2 separate regions of the Zea mays genome follow, and region 1 is linked to region 2. Evidence: chromatin contacts called from public Hi-C data. All regions are on one chromosome and are shown on one strand. Each heading gives the region's core, a stretch centred on a gene start, on an enhancer-like site or on the middle of the called end of the contact. The rest is flanking DNA. Distances are from core to core; before and after follow the strand shown. Region 1 holds the start of LOC100280393 (60S ribosomal protein L37a). Region 2 has its middle 6.0 kb from the start of LOC103646592.

Region 1 (3,490 bases), core at 421-2,920, 570 kb before region 2:
ATGCACAAATTGGGAAGTGTCATCTTTTTTAAGCATGTACCATATTTGCCAACAATTCCGGCCTTCTTGGTTCGCTTCGTCTGCATAGGCATTATAAAAACTTAATAAATTACACAGCTGCTCACTAAAATTGTTCAAAAGAATACTGGTAACTATAAAGTTGTAGCTTCAAGACTAATGTTAGTATCAATAATTCAATATAAAAGACTGTACCATTCAGGTAGGTTAACACAAGAGGAAAACTATAATTTCTTAAACATTATATAAGTAAACCATTAAGAACCATACAGTTCAGCTAGTCACTATTGACTCTCCAATAGCAGCAAGAGAAAAATTACTCCATACACATCTGAACGAAGGAAATACAACTAAAATCAACACAAGTGAAAAAATATTATGGCCTACTGATTTATACTAGTGGTATTTGAATGCTAAACTTAGGACTGTATACTACTTTCATGTTGCATGCTGCCAGGTACAGCTTCAGATTACAGCAAATGTGTCAGCTGACCGGGTTGGATTTATGAAAATGTTTTATTTTTCATTAAGTTGGAGACCATGTTGGATTTATCAAAATGTTTTATTTTTCATCAAGTTCGATAACTAGTTTGTCTTTACAGTAAACAAACAATGTATTTTTCCAATATGCTTGAACTTGCACAAGTACTAACAATGTAAACCAAACATACAGCACACCTAAAAACTGATAAAATGTTATGTACATTCACATATACTTGTCACCATGCGTTCGACTGGCAAAAAATATAATTATAATCTACCAAATAAGATATCTTGAACATCTAGGTTGGTGATGGTATATTGACACATCCAGATTGATTTATGATAATAAGTATTTATCAAAAAATCTCACAAATACAATGCTGTAGAAAACAGATGGTCAAATCTTTGAAACCATGCAAAATCAAAAGTGACAAGTAATTGAGCTTACAATTTGGAACGGAGTGAGTACACCACTGCCTTCAACATGTTTCCATTTAACATGTGATCACCAATAGAATTTGAAAGGCTAAGCCTATATAGGACTCAAATGCGGAGCGCAAACAGGCTTTACGGAAATAGTTTGCCTTCTACCTTAAGTGTAGCAGGTTTTGGGCACCTTACCATTGCAAACCTGAGGTAGCAACTGCTCCAAACCTACCCTGCACAAAAGGCGTTGTGCAATGCTAAATTGCACAATCCAGCCTAGTGACAGCCTAGCAAAATCCAACTACGATGACGACCCTACAAACAGGCTAGCAATAGATTGCAGTTTAGAATTACATTGTTTCTGTCATGCTAACAATACCACCACATTTCACATAGGCCTATCTGGGTACCCTAATATCTCAAATTTCCATGGAAACACGACTGGTACAAAGCATGATTGCTGGCACGCCCCTATCAAGAAAATTAAACTATGGAGCCTTCGAATCCATATCGAACTGAAGCTGCTGGGCTACCAAGTCAAACACTAGGATCTCGCTCGACACATAATAACAAACGTCCACAACTAGGCATACACCGTACACAGATACTTAGTAACGGGAAGAATGGGAGGACGAGGAGAAGCGGCGTACCATCTCGGAGACGGGAGAGGAAACGAGGTGCGGGCTGTAGCGGCGGCGTGCTGAGGGTAAGCTCGCAAAAGTGGCAGGAGAGAAACTATATATATGAGGCGCTAGGGTTTCGTGGAAGTCTATGGATGCGACCTGCTATTATGGGCTGGGCTTAAATGGGCCCTGATTTTGGAACTGTTTTATCCCTTTTTAGTTTAAAATTTGAAAGATATTTAATAAAGTTTTTGAATTAAAATGTTTTAAAATTACAAAAAAAAAGAAGATGACTGAGATAAAACATATATATACAAAATATTTCAATCTTATGAAAACATATTTAAAATATTTAGAAACATGTTTAGCTTAAGGAAAATAGAAAAGGTTGAAAGCAAGATGTCAAAAAAGGTTAACCATGATGTTTAAGAGGTAGAACAAATTAGATAATGTTGGGGGCCTTTTCATGCTGAAGCTCCTCAAAACATTAATATATATTGTTCTAAGTTTGTTTTAGAACCTTGGAAGTAGTGAACTTGACCTTCGTCTGAAAACCTTCGGTTAAACCATGTACTCACGAAAGTAGAGCCAGGAAGCTTCGGCTCTATGGCTCAGACGCACGACAACAAGCCAACAAAGCTAAAGGAGAGAAACCCAGAGGCCTATTCAACACGCCTACAAATGAAAAGATAATGACGTCCCTGGAGGGTTATGTAGTCTCAATGTATAGGACTCGAGGGCATATTTGTAATCTTAGATCGAGTTGTATTGTGGCTCTCCACTAAAAAAATAGGTACAATGTCATGCAGAGACACATTTTTGGAGGAGAGGACATGGGAAATCAGAATCACTCTACTTCCGAAGTTGTACCTTCGCATCCTTACCTTAACTCCCGAAGGTACACTTGTAATTGCTTGTAACTTAAAAGGTATAATAAAAGGATTATACTAGTAGCGGTCTCTCTCAAATGTTTTCATTCTATCCTATTATGTTATTTGGATATCTTTTATTATATCAACCTTCTTCTCCTGGTCTTTTTTAATGAATAGAATGTGGGGACGAAAGTCTTTTCCCTAATTGTGTTGCCCTATTTTTGTCCCGATCAAGAATCAAAGCACGTGACCAACATTGGCATACACCTTCGTTGAACTCATGACTACAAGCATCTATCTATCATGCCTCCAAAGAGGACCGCAGCTCCCGCCTTAGTTCTTCCTCCCATTGATCAGATCTAGGATGAAGAGGCGCGTCTTCTCGAGGCATAGAAAGGGAAAAGCAAGGACACGAATCCTCCACCACAAGATGATCTTGACCTAAAAATTGAAAATATCAAAGCTATTCATCAGCAAGTCGAGAAGCGACCAGAGAAGATGCTTCGGGTCTCTCAACTACAACGACAAATTTACGAACCATCATAGGAATTGTGTCACATGACGCAACAAGAGGAGTAATTCCAAGGTTCACGCCATCAAAGAAATGTTCATTTCGAAGAACACAACTATGATGCTTCGTTAAACGATGATTCTTCTCCTTTGGCAGCTTAGTTGCAAGCTGCACTATGGCCACTGCTCTACATGCCACCTTAACTCCCAATTTATGATGGTCTATCATATCCGAAGTAGTTCTTAATGAATTATGAGGCCATCATATCTTTGTATGGTGGCAATGCAGCAATCATGGCAAAAAAATTGTCATGCAGTCAAGAATGTGGCACAGACATGTTACTATGCTCTTCATCCAAGATCCATATCTTCATGGCAGAAGCTTAAGGACATTCTCCTTAGTAGCTTTCAAGGCTTTCAAACTAAACCATCACTGCTTAGGCTTTCAAGACCAAGATGAATATCTTTAGGCACATGTCCGAAGATTCCTTCAGCTTCGAGCTTAGGCACCAAGCATGCAATATGACATTGCTATTGAAGCAATGATAAAGGAGCTTC
Region 2 (3,390 bases), core at 587-3,086:
CTAGAGTGGCTTCAGCATTCTTCTCCTATCCTTAATCCTCATGTTGTTCTTCCTTTTCGGACTATAATTATTTGTAATCACTGCTGTTGAGTTTAATAAATACACACTAGTAGTGAGTTGTTAACAATTGGTATCAGAGGAGTCAATTCTCGGTCAAGTTCCATGGATCCTGCTGCCCTCAAGTTTCTCCTCGATGAGATTGGCAGACTTTTCTATGAGAAGAGCGCGAAGTGGGATAGAAGGTTTTCTCGGTGGAATGTGAAGCGGGAGCCAGAACCATACCTCAGAGATGAAGTTACAGCAGAGGAAGTAGCGACCAGCGATCTGCGCGAGGCACGCGATCTAGAACGGGAAGAGGCCGAGCATGCGGAGCTCCATGGAGATAGGAGCCAGGGAGGACCGATGCGGGGCGAGAGGTCGCGCTCGCGGCACATGTGCTTGTCGCCGATGCGTGCGTAGCCAGAATCGTCGACGGCGTCGTGCCCTTCGCCGCACCAGCGAGAAGCACACCCCAGTCGCGGTCAACTCCTACGTCCCAGCCTTCGCCGCTCGGTTTAACGGTTTCTACCTCGACCACATGGCCTTCCTCAGCAACGGGCCCAACTTTGACCTTATTGGCTCCGTCGTCTCCAAGGACAGAGAGGAGGCCAACAAGTGCATGCCCTCGCAGGACAAGCCTATCATCAACATTGATCTGCCAGACTACATGGAGACATCGTTTCCGGAGTCGGCCCTCCACGACGTTCCCAGCGCCAACTGCCCAACTACATGGAGGCGCTCACCATTTGTTCGACTCTAGGGCTCGGCCTCACTGAGCACGCCATGGATGAGCTCATTAGGATGGCGCAGGCCAGCGAGCACTTGTGGGTGAAGATTGGCGATCACGAGGTGCTCAATGTCAACACGTACGACAGCATCTTTGCCAAGCCAGATGGCTCGTTCTGTGGCCTCGACGTGCACATCGACGCAAGGTTCAGCGCCCCCCTGTCGCGCTCGTGCTGCCTCCCATCGGGATGCCTCATCATCGACATGGCCGACGGCTCCTCCAAGGTGACCTGAGTCGAGCACATGGAGATCCAGGACAGGGTTCCATCCACTTGCTCTGCCACGGCCTCGTCCTCAGCGGGGCGGTGTTCGGGGCCAGTGCGGTCACCAGGATGACGCATTGAATATCAGAATACTGTTGTTCATCTCCCTTCTCCATTTTCCTCTTTTCCATGTATCCTCTACCTTCCTCTCTAGGTTCTTCTAGACCCTTCTAGAGTGGATTCAGCATTCTTCTCCTATCCTTAATCCTCATGTTGTTCTTCCTTCTAGACTATAATTCTCTGTAATGGCTAATGTTGAGTTTAATCAATACACACTAGTAGTGAGTTGTTAACATGATCTCCTGACTCCGGTGAGCAATTGATTGATAGCCACACGCTCCTCTGGCTCCATAGACCCATAGCCATGATCCATGGCTCCTGAAGAATCTCCCAGACCTACTTGCTCAACCTCTGATAACGACGCTCCCTGGTTCCGCTTACGGTGGTGCCCTCTCTGCGGTTCGTCGTGGAAGCAAGGGGATAAGCTGTAGAATTCTCAACGGGGGTGCGACGACCACGAGTTTATATCCTCACGCCTTGGCCTGGTGGCAAACAACATCAGACTATGGTGCCCGGATCGAATCTTCCCCTTCGTGATCTCTGTGTTCGGATTGTAACTACTCGGCTGGGTTTGTTGCGATAGAGATGGAGCTGACGAGGCGGCCCCACCTCTTAGAGACACTATCACATGTGAACACAAGGAAGAGAGGCTGACCACCGAGGGCCCCTAGGTCGGCGTCGCACGAGCGTGGGCGACTCGGTTTAAGTTGGGCCGGCACGGTGGATGCGGTCATATGGGCCTAGGGTGACGGAAGGGAAGTGAGGAGTGGGCCAAAGAGGGGGGAAACCAGCCCAAGTGCCAATTTCCCTTACTTATTTTTCTGTTTTCATTTTCCTAATTTCAATTCAAGTTTAAATTTAAATTTTGAATTGTATTTAAATGGAGTTCAAACTTCAAGCCTATTTAAATGCACAAACCAAAATCTCGGCATGGATTCAAAATTTAGTTTTATTTATTTATTACCTTAGCTAAGCAAAGGTTTTAAAATGTGCAAGTCATACCAAAAATAGTTACTTTGAGAATAATAAATCCTAGAGTATATTTTTTATTAAGAGATTTTTTTAACTTAAATATATAGTTAAACAAAAGGGATGGCTAAATTCATATAGTGATTCTTTCATTTTTTTTTGTTAGCAAACATATTTATTCTAGGAGATGTATCCTTAAAGGTAAGAGAAATTCTTATTAAAAGATATTCTAATGCTAACTTATGGAGAATCCTACCAAATATCAGAATGAGATTTTGAGGTGCTACACATGTGTAAGCTGGTATGAGACCTGTTTATAGTATTTTTGGTAACCTGAAACCCGAAAACTGTTTTGAATGTTGTGCATGTTGCTTTTTGAGTTTTTGGTAACCTGAAACCTATTGTGTATGATGTGCATATTGCTTTGTGGAAACCTAAAATATGTTTTGTATACAACAACTTCTATGCTGGTATTAGATTGAAACCATAGAAGCTGATGTTTTGTATGCTGCTTGTGTGCACAAGGTTCCACAAAGCTTCTATGGTTCAGACCAAAGAAGCGGTTATTTTGTATGGCACTCTTTTACTATGTTATGCTGAAAAAGTATTGAATTGTTAGAGTGTTGGCAAGAAGAGCTTTGCTTATAGTACTGCACAAGTTGACCAGAACTCACAATGGATGAAGCCACATACCCAAAAGGATGGAAAATGATCAAAGAAGACCTCCCAATTAGGGTCAGATGTCAAGTAACTAAATTGAGGGTCACCATTTGTAATTCTGAATTAATGTTTAGTAACATAGATTGATATGCATTTGTTGCTGCCAAGGTAGTTTCAATCATCTCAATAACTATATAGCTTCTAGACAATGACGAAACATATAACTTCTTGTTTTCCATGTCAACCTTGTTTATCTCTTGCTTGTTTGTCTTTGCTCCTGGCTTGCCATTACATACCTGGCTTGCCATTACATACTATAAGCTTCTGCAGTTTTCACATATGGCGTGACATGTGTGCATTATTGTGGTTGTGTAACTTGCAGATTTCCACTTGACCGTTAACTTGCTTGATGCATGTCCAGGTCATGAATTTCATGTTGTGAGGGGAACAAATTCCAACATGGTGTGGTGAACAGACCAGACCAGAGCAGGGACACAAAGGTTCAGCAGATGTACAAATGTTTGATAGGAGAGATATAGTTTGTGTGACATTATGTTGCTTGTTTCTTAAATAGTCAACATTTTTATAAATTTTATGTTATCTCGATAGGCCA

Evidence for each region. A called contact is a pair of places that touch in the nucleus more often than the background predicts.
Region 1: a contact with region 2 is called in a Hi-C map of leaf, with 4 times the contacts expected there. The contact joins the promoter of LOC100280393 here to the enhancer-like site in region 2. A contact is called at or near these places in 3 of 25 Hi-C or Micro-C datasets (ear and leaf).

The regions. Positions count from the first base shown.
Region 1 is chr2:75,651,573-75,655,062 of Zm-B73-REFERENCE-NAM-5.0, reverse strand. It overlaps LOC100280393 (60S ribosomal protein L37a), which reads right to left and starts at 1,670. Exons shown (of 5, transcript NM_001320713.1): 1 at 1,578-1,670; 2 at 41-80. The coding sequence starts at 1,580.
Region 2 is chr2:75,077,492-75,080,881 of Zm-B73-REFERENCE-NAM-5.0, reverse strand. No RefSeq gene overlaps it. Among protein-coding and RNA genes, the nearest start is that of LOC103646592, 6.0 kb to the left of the region's middle. Within about 2 kb of position 1,836, at least 19 of the 20 cell types and tissues checked have an H3K27ac peak or open chromatin away from gene starts, as enhancers often do. A contact at or near this core is called in ear and leaf, where this site is marked.